Linked DNA regions of Mus musculus: region 1 is linked to region 2. A link is a contact called in public HiChIP or PLAC-seq data. All regions are on one chromosome and are shown on one strand. The core of a region is the stretch at or near the end of the contact, and the rest is flanking DNA. Distances in the headings are between cores, read along the strand shown.

The links. HiChIP or PLAC-seq counts read pairs in DNA pulled down with a chosen protein or histone mark.
Region 1: a contact with region 2 is called in an H3K27ac HiChIP or PLAC-seq map of embryonic stem cells, with 2.6 times the contacts expected there. The contact joins two enhancer-like sites. A contact is called at or near these places in 2 of 39 promoter capture datasets (hippocampal neurons and liver) and 2 of 115 datasets of contacts at active chromatin or transcription factors (embryonic forebrain and embryonic stem cells).

What each region holds. Positions count from the first base shown.
Region 1 is chr11:96,993,584-97,000,306 of GRCm38.p6, reverse strand. No RefSeq gene overlaps it. Among named protein-coding and RNA genes, the nearest start is that of Gm51916, 8.4 kb to the right of the region's middle. Within about 2 kb of position 2,781, at least 139 of the 459 cell types and tissues checked have an H3K27ac peak or open chromatin away from gene starts, as enhancers often do. A contact at or near this core is called in embryonic stem cells, where this site is marked.
Region 2 is chr11:96,012,981-96,020,619 of GRCm38.p6, reverse strand. No RefSeq gene overlaps it. Among named protein-coding and RNA genes, the nearest start is that of Gip, 7.7 kb to the left of the region's middle. Within about 2 kb of position 2,354, at least 89 of the 459 cell types and tissues checked have an H3K27ac peak or open chromatin away from gene starts, as enhancers often do. A contact at or near this core is called in embryonic stem cells, where this site is marked.

The DNA.
Region 1 (6,723 bases), core at 1,532-4,031, 980 kb before region 2:
TAATCCCAGCACTTGGGAGGTAGAGGCAGGCAGATTTCTGAGTTTGAGGCCAGCCTGGTCTACAGAGTGAGTACCAGGACAGCTAAAGCTACACAGAGAAACCCTGTCTCAAAAAAAACCTTTTTAAAAGAATTATGTGTGAGAGGGTTTTGCCTGCGTGCTTGCATATGAATGAACCATGTGCCTGCTTGATGCCCACCAGGTCCAGGACACACTGTTGAATCTCTTGTAACCAGAGTTGCAGATGGTTGTGAGGGCCATGGGGATGTTGGGACCCTCGGTAATAACAACAGCCAAGGGCTTTTAGCCACTGAGGTATCTTTTATCTCTCCCCAAGCACCCCCCCCAACACACACACAGGATGTCATGTAGCCCACACCGGCCTCACCCTCTACATAGCTGAGGATGACCAAGCACCTTTGGTCCTCTTGCCTCTATGGCCTCGGTGTTGGGGTTATAGGCTTGGACCACCATGCCTACTTTATGTTGGAGATCAAACCTCCGGCCTCATGCGTGGGGAAGGTGAGGTTGTTCACTGTTGAATGGGATACAGAAGTCTGTCTCATTGTATTGTAGTCTACACTCAATACTCAGCGTGGTCACACTCTCTCTCCTACTTTGGGGAAAGCCAATGGGTGGTTTGATGTTAAAGGGAGTCCAGCTCTCCTCGGCCCCGCCTCCTCTATCTGCTCCCCAAATCCTCACTCAGTCCAGTCTGGGTGTCACCCTCTTCTGCCATTCCATTGTCAGCTCTGTCCCTTTCATCTTCCACTTCTGCCCCAGGGTCTAAAAGAGGATGCTGGGACAGGTGCAGGGGTGTTTGCAAAGGATCCACATGTCCCCACCTCATGTAATGACATCCCTGCTTGTCTCTCCCCCACCCAGGAAAAGGATAGGGGCACGGCTTTCCTCCCCTGCACTGAGGGAGGTAGCTTTGAGCTAGACTTCCTGATAACCTGGGTGTGGAAAAGTCCAAGGAGGAATTGAAGTCAAAATCCCAGGGTGCTATAGACCAGCCAGCCTGGAAGCCAAGGGAGTGGGGACACCCTCAGGGGTCCTCAGCTTGCTTCCACTGCAAAGGAACCCTAATTCCCATGCAGGGATGGGCTGCAGGCACCTGCTCCAGATATCAAATATTTAAAATATCTGCTTTTCTTTTTCTCCTATCTGTCACCTCAGAACTCACAGCTATTCCAGACATGGACACCCTGTGTCACCTCAGGAAGGGTCATCCCTTTCAGGGTCTGAACTCCCCGGCCCCCTCTGTACTAAGTTTATCTTCACTGACTGAATGGAACCTTCCACAGTTTCCTGACAAATTCTAACTCCCTGAATCTATCATCTGTAACACATTGAACAGAGGGGTCACTCCTTGGGTGAGCATCCTCCTACGGGAGTCCACAGCCCTCTTCAGTACTCAAGCAAGCACCAAGTGAGTCTGGTCCATGGCTCGGTGCTCATAAATACTTTGTGGATGAGTGAACGGTTTCTGCACTCGGAAAGTGCTTGCAGACATTGGTCCTACATCTGTCTTACTGATGGTTTATGGTTGTTCTGGTCCCAGAAGAGACGGACAGCTCCCCACTTCCATGCCCCAGCCCTATTGTGATTTGCAACTGTCTCTTCATCATTTAAGGGTGCTGGCTAAGGCTGGTGAGATGGCTTAGTGGATAAGAGTACTGACTGCTCTTCCGAAGGTCCTGAGTTCAAATCCCAGCAACCACATGGTGGCTTACAACCATTTGTACAACTACAGTGTACTCATATACAATCAATCAATCAATAAAAGAGTGCTGGCTAGATGGGTCATGGAGGTGCACACCTTTATTCCCAACATTTAGGAAGCAGGGGTAGGCAGAGTTCTGTGAGTTCTAGGTCAGCCAGGGCCACATAGTGAGACCCTCTAACAAACAAACAAACAAACAATGGTTTTGCTCAGCCTGGTACTTCTTGCTGTCGTCCCCCCCCCCCATTCAATGTCATTGGTCCAGTCGCCAAGTAGACTCAATATTTAATCAAACATTCCAAGAACAGGAGTTGTTCTGTCGATCTATTTCTTGAGAAGTAGCACGTCTGCATCTCTCTGCTCTGTGCCTAAATTTGTAATTCCCCCCTTTGCCTCCTTGCTTGACCTTTTCTTTGTTGGGGGAGTTTTTTTTTGTTTTGTTTTGTTTTGTTTTGTTTTCCGCAGCCCCTCAGCTTTTTTATTTTCCTGGAGGCACGAGTGTGTTCACGGGCACTCTTTCTCCTTTTTGCCTCTCTTTCCTTTATACCAAACAAGTGGCTGGGATAAAGGGAAAGGGAAAGGGGCGCGGGGGGGGGGGCGGTGGCAGGAGTTTGGCTAGGGTGTGTTCTTTTAGGTATCAGGGTCGTAAGGAGCTCCAGCCTTAACTGGGGACAGGCCCCGACAGGTGCAGCTGTCCAGATGTTGCGCAAAGCGAGGCGCGTGCCCTGGACCCAGTTTCTCAGTCAGCCCCAGTGAAGGCCCAAGAGGGACTGTTGCATTCAGATTAGAAATACCCTGTCCTGCCCTGCTTTTCCCCAGACGTGTGTGTGTGTGTGTGTGTGTGTGTGTGTGTGTGTTGGTTGTATGGAGAAGGGGGATGGGGGGAGAGAAGCAGAAACGTTCTCTGCCGGGAAAGGACAGCTTGGACCGGGAGGGAGTTGCCTGCGTCTGGGCCGCGGGGGAGCAGCAGGCCGGCCAGGCGGGGGTGAGTAAGGCCCAGCGGACGCAGGAGGCTCAGTGGCGGCGGCGGCGGCGATGGGGAGGAGGGTAATTACGCAGGGAGGCTCTCGCCACAGCACGTCCCCACAAATGAGAGGCCCCGGGCCCCAGACACCACACAACAAAGCAGGAGGCAATTATTTGGCTCCAGTGGGAGGGGACAGCTCTTCGCCGGCCCACTGCAGCCGAACACCCCGGCCTTGCAGAGGGCGCGGCGAGTTGGGGTTCAGGGTCCACTCTCACCCGCCCTGGAGGGCAGCGGCCAGGGCAAGGCCCCGCGGGGCTCCTGCTGAGTTGCTCTTCCCGGGGGTCTCCGTAGGGAAAGGCAGAGAGGCAAGAGGCCTCGGAGTGCTGAGCACCGGGCTAGCCTGAGCCAGTCCCCGAGTCTTCCACCAAGCCTAAGGGGGACCTCCTGGGAGCCACGCTGGGAAGTGAGGAAGGCTGCGGACCAGGCCTTAGGAAGGATCTAAGGAAATTTGGTTGGTATTGGGGAAGCCAGTGGCCAATTGATGAACCCACTTTCCCCAGCTATGGCCACACAAGGGGCAGCCAAGAGGCTCTCGAGCAGGTGGGGAAACCACAGCCAAGGGAGCAGGAGCCAGGGAGATTCCAGAGAACACGTGGCCTGGAATTCACACAATTGACATGTAAATCACATGCAAATCTACCTTCTCTTTTTCTCTCACCCTTAATTCTCAAATCAAGCTCTTTTGGGAGAAAATCCCTTTCCTCCCTGGTCCCTGCTTGCCTCCCCGTTGTCCATCAATCCATCCATCCCTACCTACCTACCAAAACCCTGCAAACCCTGTCAGCGTCATGCCCCCCAGAGAAGGACTTCCCCTCTTTAGATGAAAGCCCAAAGTACAGATGGGGAAAAAGAGGCCTGAAGAGATTAAGGTACTTTCCCCTGCTCTAACAGCCCACTCTGAGGATGACAGGCTTCTGGAACCTTCTGACAACAGCCCTAGGTTAGGCTATCAAAGCATATGCCAGCTGGAGAGGGTAGAGCACCCAGGAGTCTTGAAGTCTGGTTTCTGGCTTCCGCTTTGTGGTTAGCTGCTAGGTGATCTTGAGCGAGCATTGTCTTTCTTCTCTGAGCCCATTTCTCTGAATGCCAAGTGGTCATCTCTGAAGGGGGTGGGGGGCGGTTCCTATGTGGGATCCTCTCCTGTATCACCCCCCTCCAGCATTGCTGCTGGGAGGCCCCTGGAGCCTATGGCCCCACATTACCCTCTGCACTACAGAGGGTGAACCCCCTCACCTCCCTAGTCCTGTCTTTATCTTCAGAACCGTGTTCAAGGAGGGTATGGTGACTCAACCTGTAATTGAAGCTCTCTGGAGACTGAGGCAGGAGAATCACTGCATATTTTTTTGGCCAGCCGGACTTACAGATGGCTCGGTGGATAAGAACACCGGCTGCTCTTCCAGTAGACCAGGGGCTGAGCCTCAGTGCGCATGTGATAGCTCATGACTGACTGCGACTCCAGTTCTAGGGGACCCAACAACTTTTTCTGGCATATTTGGGGACCAGAAACACACGTGGTGCACAAAACATACACGGAAGCAAAACACTCACAATGCAGAAATAAAAATCTTTTGTTTGTTTCTGTGTTCCGACCGACTGTCTCCTGGAAGCCTCCTCTGGCTACCCCTCTGGATTCTGGTCATTCCTGTGTATCAAGTCCCCTCTGTGTAAAAGGCTCCCTAGTTTTCAGTGCTTGCCTTGGAACACCTAACTTACTGGCGACATTACACGGCCCCCCTGTGACCCAGCTGGAGGCAGACCTGTCTTTCCCATTCGACTCTGACCCTCTCAAAGATGCAGGTTATGCCTTCTGCAAATACTAGAGGCCTCAGAGAGCAAAGAGTTCCCACCAGGGTAGGACTGTGTCTCTATCGCCAGGTCAGGGCTTTTCTTCCAGGTTGAGGACTCTCTTCTCCCACGGCTCTAAGCAAGTTCCACAGGAGCCATTCCGCAGGCAAAGCATCCAACGACGTGCCTTTCTGCTCTCCCAGGTCCATCCCTGACCCAGACAGTTTCTTCAGCTTTCCTCCCAACCTCCCCTCTCAGGCTTCTGCCATTGTTAAAGCCCTGCTGCTAAAGGGGCAGTTTTTTGCCATCTTTCTTTCCTGGCCAGGAGTGATTCTGTCCTCTTCAGGGAACTCTGTCCTGACATCTGCCTCCTCCTCCTCCTCCTCCTCCTTCACCTACCTCCTCGTCCTCCACCTCCTCCTCCTCCTCTCCTAGCCGGCTGCCTCCTCCATCCCTCTTCAGGGCCTCAGGGCAAGCATTTGCCCTCTGCCATGTAAGTGCATTCCTGGGCTTGGCTCCCAGGCTCCCTGCTGTCCCATGGGACCTGAGAATCCTGTTCGTCCTCCTACACCACCCCCAGAGTACTTAGGTCCTTTGCTTCCCAGCTCTGACCCTGGGGCTTCCTGGGGCCTAAAGTACTGGGTCTCCTGATGCTGTCTGCCCGGTGCCCTTTCTGCTTCAGACACTGAGGACCTACCCACTCCAGTTGCAGGCATCTCCCAGGGTTTTCCCGCCTCCACAACTTCTCTGTCTTTGCCTCAGGGAGACTCTCTACCTAAATCCACCACTTTATATTCATTTACATGTGTGAGTCCAGCCCAAGCAAATTAATGTAAATGCAATGCAAACAAAACGCATAACCCTAAGTGGCTCTGAGCTACGGGAACTTCTCAAGGAAAAGCTCCCTTTTTCCCTTTCTTCCATCCAACATTCAAGGGAACTTGGAGGGAAAAGCAGCTTGGCTATGAGGTCCCGGCTGGGATGCCTGGCCCTTTGGAAAAATCAAAGCCCAGGGCCTGAGCTCTGCAATAGCTGTGCCCTCTTGCCCTTTGACCTTGTTCAACTTTGACTCTTCTTGCACAAAGCTTCAGTAGTCCTTGAAGATTTTTACCTCCCCTGGCTCTGGTCTCCAGCATAGGACCTCTGCACCCCATTTTCCCCCCGAGGATGGGTAAAGGAGGTGGTTCTTCATGGGCTCTGTAAGGGTCTGAGGAGTCCTGCCTGTTTTACTGAGTGTACCCCCTTTGGTTTTTTGCCTGACCTAGCACCTCAAATCTCTGCCACGGGAGTGTTTCTATGGATACCATCTTCTGTTGACAGACAAGTGACACTGAGGTCAGGGCTGGCACATTCTGACACACACACATGATCAGGAAGCGGGAACTTGGGAATATCTGGTAGATTCGGAGGTTCTTAGAAAAGCCAGAGTGTATGGATGGACAGACTGGACACTGCCTAGAAGTGCATTTAACTGCGCCAGGGAGGCTGAGGCAGCAGGCGCATGTCTTTGAAGCTTTGAATTATATTGTAAGACCTTGTTTCTAAAAGCCTAAGCCAGGGGCTGGAGAGATGGCTCAACAGTCAAGAGCATTCATTTCTTCTCACAGAGATCCCAAATTGTGTTCCCAGGACCTACATAACTCCGGCTCCATGGGACCCAGTGTCCTCTTCCGGCCTTCTAGGGTAGCCTCGGGTATGCATGCACACACAGGCACACATAAACATGAATAAAAATCAGTTAAATCTGCAGGGCATGGTGGCGCATGCCTTTGATCCCATCACTTGGGAGGCAGAGGCAGGTGGATTTCTGAGTTCGAGGCCAGCCTGGTCTACAAAGTGAGCTCCAGGACAGCCAGGGCTATACAGAGAAACCCTGTCTCGGAAAAAAAAAATCAGTTAAATCCTTTTTAAAAGGATATTTAATAAGTACCTACTGTGTCCTAGACACTGAGCAGTGCCCTGGGTGGAGAGTAAGCATGGTAACCTTTATCTAGGACAACCAGCCCTCTTGGCTTAATTATACCAGTATTCACCGAGGCGCTCATCAAACCTGAGTTCCCAAGTCCCTCTTGATTCAGTAGGAATCTGCATGTAACCTAATGGAGCAAGCATCTCCCTTCCATTTTCCGGTGAGGCAGGGGGCCAGTGGTCCAAGAACCACACCTTGGAGAGCTCCCGGGCCTGC
Region 2 (7,639 bases), core at 1,105-3,604:
CAGTTAATGCCTTGTGGAGTTTGTATCAAAGCCTGAGCACTCCTGTCTGGAGGTGGAGGGTACCCCAAAATGGGAGATACCATTCTCTGGACCCCAGAATCGGATGCCAAGGCAAAGTCAAGGAAGGCTCTGTGGTAAGTCTTCAAGACCATGAGAGCCACTGAGTCCTCTGTGATCCGAGATGGAGCCTTCGCTCCCTTTCTGCCAGCTTTGCAACCATCTCCCGGTGGCCCCTTGATGTTTTTGTTTGTTTGTTTTGTTTTTTAAAGATTTATTTATTTTATTTATATTACACTGTAGCTGTTTTCTTTCTTCTCTCTCTCTCTCTCTCTCTCTTTCTTTCTTCCTTTCTTCCTTTCTTTCTTTGGTTTTTTGAGACAGGGTTTCTCTGTGCAGTCCTGGCTATCCTGGAACTTACTTTGTAGACCAGGCTGGCCTCAAACTCAGAAATCCCCCTACCTCTGCCTCTCAATGTAGCTGTTTTCATGCACAACAGAAGAGGGCATCAGATCCCATTACAGATGGTTTGTGAGCCACCATGTGATTGCTGGGAATTGAATTCAGGACCTCCGGAAGAGCAGCCAGTGCTCTTAACCACTGAGCCATCTCTCTAGCCCCTGTTTTTGATTAAAGGTGTGCGCCACCACTACCTGGAAACCGTTGTTTGTTTGAGAGAAAGTCTCAGATAGCCCAGGTTGGCCCCAAACTAACTAACTTGGCTGTATAACTAAAAATGGCTTTGACTTTCTGATTCTCTGCTGCTACCTCCCAAGTGTTTGGATTATAGGTGTGCACTACCATACCCAGTTTTTTGCTTCGTTTTTCTTTTTGTTTATTTGTTTTTGTTTTGTTTGAGAAAGGGTCTTACTCTGTAGCCTAGGTTCTCCTGAAACTCACTATGTAGCCTAGGCTGGCCAGCTCTAACCCACAGAAATCCTCCTGCCTCGGCTTCCCTTCATGCTGCAATTACAGGAACTAGCACCCGGCTTGTTTGGTTTTGGGGAGAGAGTTTTGTTTTGTAGTTCAAGATGGCTTCAAACATCTGGTCCTCCTACCTCAGTCTCCCCAGTGCTGGGACTGCAGGCATGTGACACCATCAAAAGTCTACCCATGTTCCTGAAATGGGCAAATCAAAGAGGAGGTGTCCTGGGCTCTGGAAAGGGCAGGTCATGGGCTGGGGTCAACCAAGAGGAGAGGGCCAGTAAAGACCAGAGAAAATCCATACACCCCATGAGTCCCCAAAGCCCCTCTTGGGAGGCAGGAAAGCGGAGAAACTGATTCTGGGAAGTGTCTGGAGGTTTCAAAGGAATGGTCCAATTGTTTCCTTTTGTTTTGTTTTGTTTTGTTTTGTTTTGTTTTGTTTTGAGGGGGGGTGTTCGAGACAGGGTTTCTCTGTATAGCCCTGGCTGTCCTGGAACTCACGCTGTAGACCAGGCTGGACCTAGAACTCAGAGATCTGCCTGCCTCTGCCTCCCAAGTGCTGAGATTAAAGGCATGGCTTTAATTCCAACTGCCCGGCTAGAATTGTTTCCTTTTAATTGTTGCGGGTGGGGATCAAACCCCTTACTTTGCAAATGTTAACTAAGTTCACACTTTACCACTTGAACCTTTAGCACAGGCCTGCTGGACGACTTGATCAAAATAATTCAATAAACCCAAGCGGCAGCTCAGTATTCCAGACCACACCAAAAGGAGCAGAGCTCTGATGCTTAGATCCTGTGTGGCTTCAGGTGTGTGTATGTGTGTGTTTGTGTGTTTGTGTGTATGTGTGTGTTTGTGTGTGTGGGTGGGTGGGGGGATGTCAGAAGGGAGCAGAGTCCCCTCCCGCCTATTTCACTAAAGAAAAGTTTTGGTTGTGAGGGGTCAAATGATGTAGGCAATGTGAGTCTCAAGGACACCCTAATTGGCCCTAAACTTAGGCAGATGGAGATATTAGGGGACCCTGAAAATTAAAGGTTTAAGATAAGGTAGAGAGAAGCTGGTGTGGTGGGCCGTGCCTGTAATACTTGCAAGGCTGAAGTAGAAGAACTACTCCATGTTTCAGGCTAGCCTATACATAAAGTGAGTTCCAGGCTAGCCTGGGCTACAGTGCGAATCTCTCTCTCTCTCTCTCTCTCTCTCTCTCTCTCTCTCTCTCTCTCTCTCTCTCACAGAGGGGTGGGGTGGGGTGTTGTGTACTGTGGCACGAAGCAGGCTCTCACCTCTCGGCCTTTCCTGGATTCTGAGTTGGGGCAGGAGCTTTCTCTCAGGAGAAAACAGGAGTTTTCTCTCAGGGCTTTTGCAGACTCTTCCAGCCCCCACCGGTGACTCACCACCACCACCTCCCCCTGCAGACACTGCAGACATTCCAGGCCCAGCGTGCCTCAGTGACAGGCTGACTCAGAACAGGCCTTCCCTGCCTTGGCCTCTGCTTTTGAAGTTCTCTTCTCTCCAAACTCTGAGGCTGACTCAGAAAGCCACGTCCCTCTCTGATCCCTTACACTTCCTGCAGCGCAGGGGACCAGAGGTGACACAATGCCTCTGCTTACCTGGATTCCCAGAAGGACCTCCTCCCCCGGTTACTCCCCAGTTGCCTAGGGCACAATCGCTAACACATTTCCCTACCCCATTGTCCAACTCAGTTGGCTCTTCAAAACAGAATGGACTACCTACAGCCTTCTGCGGTGCGGCCCGTTGGGTACAGGAATCAGCTTAGCTATTCCATCTGGGGATGTGGCTCTGTGATAGCCTGCCTGTCTAGTGTGAATGAAGCCCTGCTCATTAGCACTATATAACCTGGGTGCTTTATAGTTCTATCCTGGCACTATAAACCTGAGTCAGAGGTCATTTTTAGCTAGGTAGTGAATTGTGAGGCTAACCCCGGACTATATGAGATATTCTCTCAAAAATACAGCCAAACAAGCAAAAACAAAACCCAAAACAACAACAAAAACAACCACTCAACAACAAAACCCACTGCCCAGGAGCTCACAGATTGCCTCTAGCTTGGGGGTGGGGTGGGGGTGGGGGATCTGAAAAACTCTTCTGACGTCTGTGGGCAGTATACACACATACACACACACACACACACACACACACACACACACACACACACACACAGAGAGAGAGAGAAAGAGAGAGAGAGAGAGAGAGTTTATTTAATTTAATTTTGAGACCCTGTCTCACTTTGCAATTCTCTTGGCTTTGTAAACCAGGTTGACCTGGAACTCCCAGAGTTCTGTCTACCTCTGCTTCTTGAGTGCTGGGATTAAAGGCATGCATCTCCATGCTTAGCATTATTGGTTTTGTGGTTGTTGTTGTTTGTTTGTTTTTCCTCGAGACAGGGTTTCTCTCTGTAACTCTGGCTGTCCTGGAACTCACTCTGTAGGCCAGGATGGCCTCGAACTCAGAGACCCACCTGCCTCTGCCTCCTGAACGTTGGGGTTAAAGGTGTGTGCCACCACACCGAGCTACATTTTAAATTTTCATGTATTTGATTGTGGGGGGAGGGGCACATACACAGCACAGGGTGTGAAAGTCTGAGTAGAGCTTTTGCAAGTGAGTTTTCCTTCCATTGTGTGGGTCCTGGTGTTTGAACTTAGGCCTTCAGGCTTGGAAGCAAGCACCCTTCCCCTCCAAGCTGCATCTCATCTTGCCTGCCTGCCCCCAGTGGCTTGTGGCTGTTGTTGTCATAAAAGTGTCCTGGGCAGTGGTGGAGCACATTTGTAATAGAAACAATCACATAGCCCATTTCACGGTTAATTGCCATATTTTGGAAAGTTTTTTGCATTCTCTTCCTCAGAAAATTCGACAACAGGAGAACTGTCTCTGAGTTACAGTTTTAAAATCCTACTCCAGAGCCACCCGACTCTCAGAGGGAAGAAAGGCATGCTGGAAGCCATAGGTGACCTCCAGGATGTTCACAGGACTGAGGCGTCCGCTCCTACACGGCAAGGCTGCAGAGGCAAATTCATTTTTTCTCACAGCCCTTTCTGTCCTGGAACTCCCTATGTAGACCAGGGTGTCTTGGAACTCACAGAGATCCACATGTCTCTGCATCCTGAATGCCAGGATTAAAGGCGTGTGCTACCTTACCAGGCTCCTCTGGGCAAAATTCAATGTCTTTGCTTTTGGTGCGATTTTGCAGGAGTAGAAGTTCTGTGTGGCCACAGACTCCTTTGCTATTACTCGATCAGTGGGGTTTTCAGATAGGTAATTTTTTTTTTCAAACCACGGGGCTCCTGGAGATTTGACAGAGGGTCTGTGTGGTGAAAACAATATACTCTCAGTGAAGAGGAGGTGATGTGGACGCTGCCCTGTGGTTTCCAGTGTGTTGTAGAATGTGATCCCACAGCAAGAAATCCCAGGACCGATGAAGGAGATTTGGGGGCTTCGCCTCCAGAGGATTACAGTGTATGAGATAAAAGGCTCAGGGTTTGAGAGGAGAGATGTGTCTGCCTGCAGGGTCCAGGACATAGGAGCCACACGCGAATCTGGCCGCTTGTTCCTCTGTTATTTGTACTGTCGGCTCAGAGTCTCAGGGCACATCATCTCATTTTACTATGAAGACATGTATAATTAATCAGACCGTTAGCTAAAGTCAGGCCACATCCGGGATTGATCTGGGGGAGTTGCAGTTAACCTTCTGTTCTGGGTGCTAATGGGAGACATTCTGGTAGCATCACATCTTGGGGACAGCAAAGGATCCTAAGCAACTCCTGATTTGGTTTATAAGCATATGTTTGGATGGCTCATTTGAATATTCATTTGACATTTTAATAGTTGGCCGTAAAACTATAGTGGTTTCGGTCTGGACATCTTGAAAACTCCAAAGAGGGAAGGAAAGAGACTCATAAAGAGAAAGGAGGTGAATGAGGAATATTCCTAAAGGGAATTATCAGAGTTTCTAGTTCCATGTTTGCAGCCACCCTCCATTGCTGTAGTTTCAGCCCCTCCTTCTCCCTCTGTCTCCCGTTGCCCAGGCTGCCTTCAGACTTACCACTAGATAGCTGAGGAGGAATGTGAATTCCTGAGCCTCCTCTTACCGACACCTCCCAAGTGTTGAGATTGCAAGCATGCAGACACTGGGTTCTACTATGAACGATCTATAATTGATAAAGATTATAGATCTTTATAAGCCGTGCCTAGTTTCCTGAAAACAAACAAACAAACAAACAAACAAAAACCTGTACGTAGCTGCCACACAACCTCAATATTTTTTTGAAGTACCTCGTTTGTCTTTCCATGATCAGCCCTGATTGGCTCTGCAGGGATCAAACACCTTCTGCACTTGGGTGTCTAGTGCTCGCTTACTTTCTTTGCTTCACTTCCTCCGCATGTATAGCTAAGCAATTTACTGCTTAGTTTTATGCATTCTTGCACTTATAGAATTAGAACCATAATGCGTGTAATTCCTCACTTCCAGAGCTTTGGGTCACTGTGGGAGTCAGCCACGAGGGTGCATGTCTCTTCCTACACGGCCGCTGCTCATGGCTGTTCTGTGGCGTGGTTATACCCAACTTTAGGGGTTTCTAGTTTTGTTATGACACATGTTGCACTAAATATTATTTTATTAAAACTCTTTATTACTTTTTTTTTTTTTTTTTTTTTTTGGTTTTTCTAGACAGGGTTTCTCTGTGTAGCCCTGGCTGTCCTGGAGCTCACTTTGTAGACCAGGCTGGCCTCGAACTCAGAAATCCGCCTGCCTCTGCCTCCCAAGTGCTGGGATTAAAGGCGTACGCCACCATGCCCGGCTACATTTCTTTATTGTGGATCTGTGCACATGTGCAGATGGGTGTGTGGGTGCTTGTAGCTATAGAAATTGGTTCTCAGCCGGGCGTGGTGGCGCACGCCTTTAATCCCAGCACTCGGGAGGCAGAGGCAGGCAGATTTCTGAGTTCGAGGCCAGCCTGGTCTACAGAGTGAGTTCCAGGACAGCCAGGACTACACAGAGAAACTCTGTCTTGAAAAGCAACAACAACAACAACAATAAAGAGAAATTGGTTCTCTCTTTACACTATATGGGTCCTGGGGATTGAACTTAAGCTTCTGTTGTATCTACCTTTGAGACATTCCACTGTCCGTGCTAAGTTGTATATGTCTACAGATATTGCAGCATGCCCTGCTTTTCAAGTGTCTTTTATTTTCCTCCCTCCCTCCCTTCTTCCTTCTCTTCTTTCCTTCCTTTCTTCTTCCTACCATATAGTCCTGGTTGTCCTGAAACTAGATATGTTGACCAGGTTGGCCAGGAACTCGCAGGGATCTTTCTGCCTCTGTTTCTGCATCTCGAGTACACATACTACCTGGCTAAAAAATGTCCCTTTTTGTTTTAAAATTGTTTTTTTTTCCCCTGATTATTCAATTGGTTACAAAATTCTTTTATACAACCATATGGAATGTAGGATGCTACTTCTTTCTTTCTTTTTTTGTTTTGTTTTTTTTTTAAAGATTTATTTATTTATTATATGTAAGTACACTGTAGCTGTCTTCAGACACACCAGAAGAGGGAGTCAGATCTCATTACGGATGGTTGTGAGCCACCATGTGGTTGCTGGGATTTGAACTCAGGACCTTTGGAAGAGCAATCGGGTGCTCTTACCTGCTGAGCCATCTCACCAGCCCTTGTTTTGTTTTTTTAAGACAGGGTTTCTCTGTGTAGCCCTGGCTGTCCTGAAACTCACTTTGTAGACCAGGCTGGCCTCAAACTCAGAAATCCACCTGCCGAGTGCTGGGACTAAAGGTGTGTGCCACCATGCCCAGCTATTTCATAATTTTTTTGATTGTTTGATTATTTGTTTTGAGATAAGTTCTTTCTACGTAACCCTGGCTCTCTTGGAACTCGCTATGTAGACCAGGCTGGCCTCGAACTCACAGAAGTGTGCCTGCCTCTGTCTCCTGAGTGCTGGGATTGAAGGTACACTATTTTACTCTGCTCTTCCTAGAAATGATTATTAGAATTCTTTTTATTTTTTTTTTTATTTTTTTTTTTAAAGATTTATTTATTTATTATATGTCAGTACACTGTAGCTGTCTTCAGGCACTCCAGAAGAGGGCATCAGATCTTGTTACAGATGGTTGTGAGCCACCATGTGGTTGCTGGGATTTGAACTCTGGACCTTTGGAAGAGCAGTCGGGTGCTCTTACCCACTGAGCCATCTCACCAGCCCCTAGAATTCTTTTTAAAAACCAATTCTACTTTCATGACCTGCTTAATTTTAGGTTTAATTTACATTACCATAAAAATTGCTTTTCAGCTTTCTCTTAGTATTGGTGGCAGAACTGATAGCTGGACCATCTAATATGAGCGAGAAGGGAACCCCAGAGGGTTTGGGGAATCACCGAGAAGAGAAGCTCTTTCAAAGTGACAGTTTTGAGTGACGTAAGAAAATAGGCATCTTTATATGGTTAATGGGGTCTGAGTGACACTCCCAGAAGGGAGAGCTAAGATGGCTCTTAGCAGAAAGCATTAAGTAGAGTTTTTCTTTGAGATTGCTACCCTGCTTGTTTGGTCCCAGGGGAACCGGGCACAACAAGGGATGTGGCAAGCAGCTGATGTGGTTGCCTGCCTACCTGAAGCCTGGCGTGGAGAAGGAGTCTCAGGCCGTTTGACTCAGTTCAGGAAATCAGCTTAGCAGTTGATACACAGCACAAGACTCCCTGA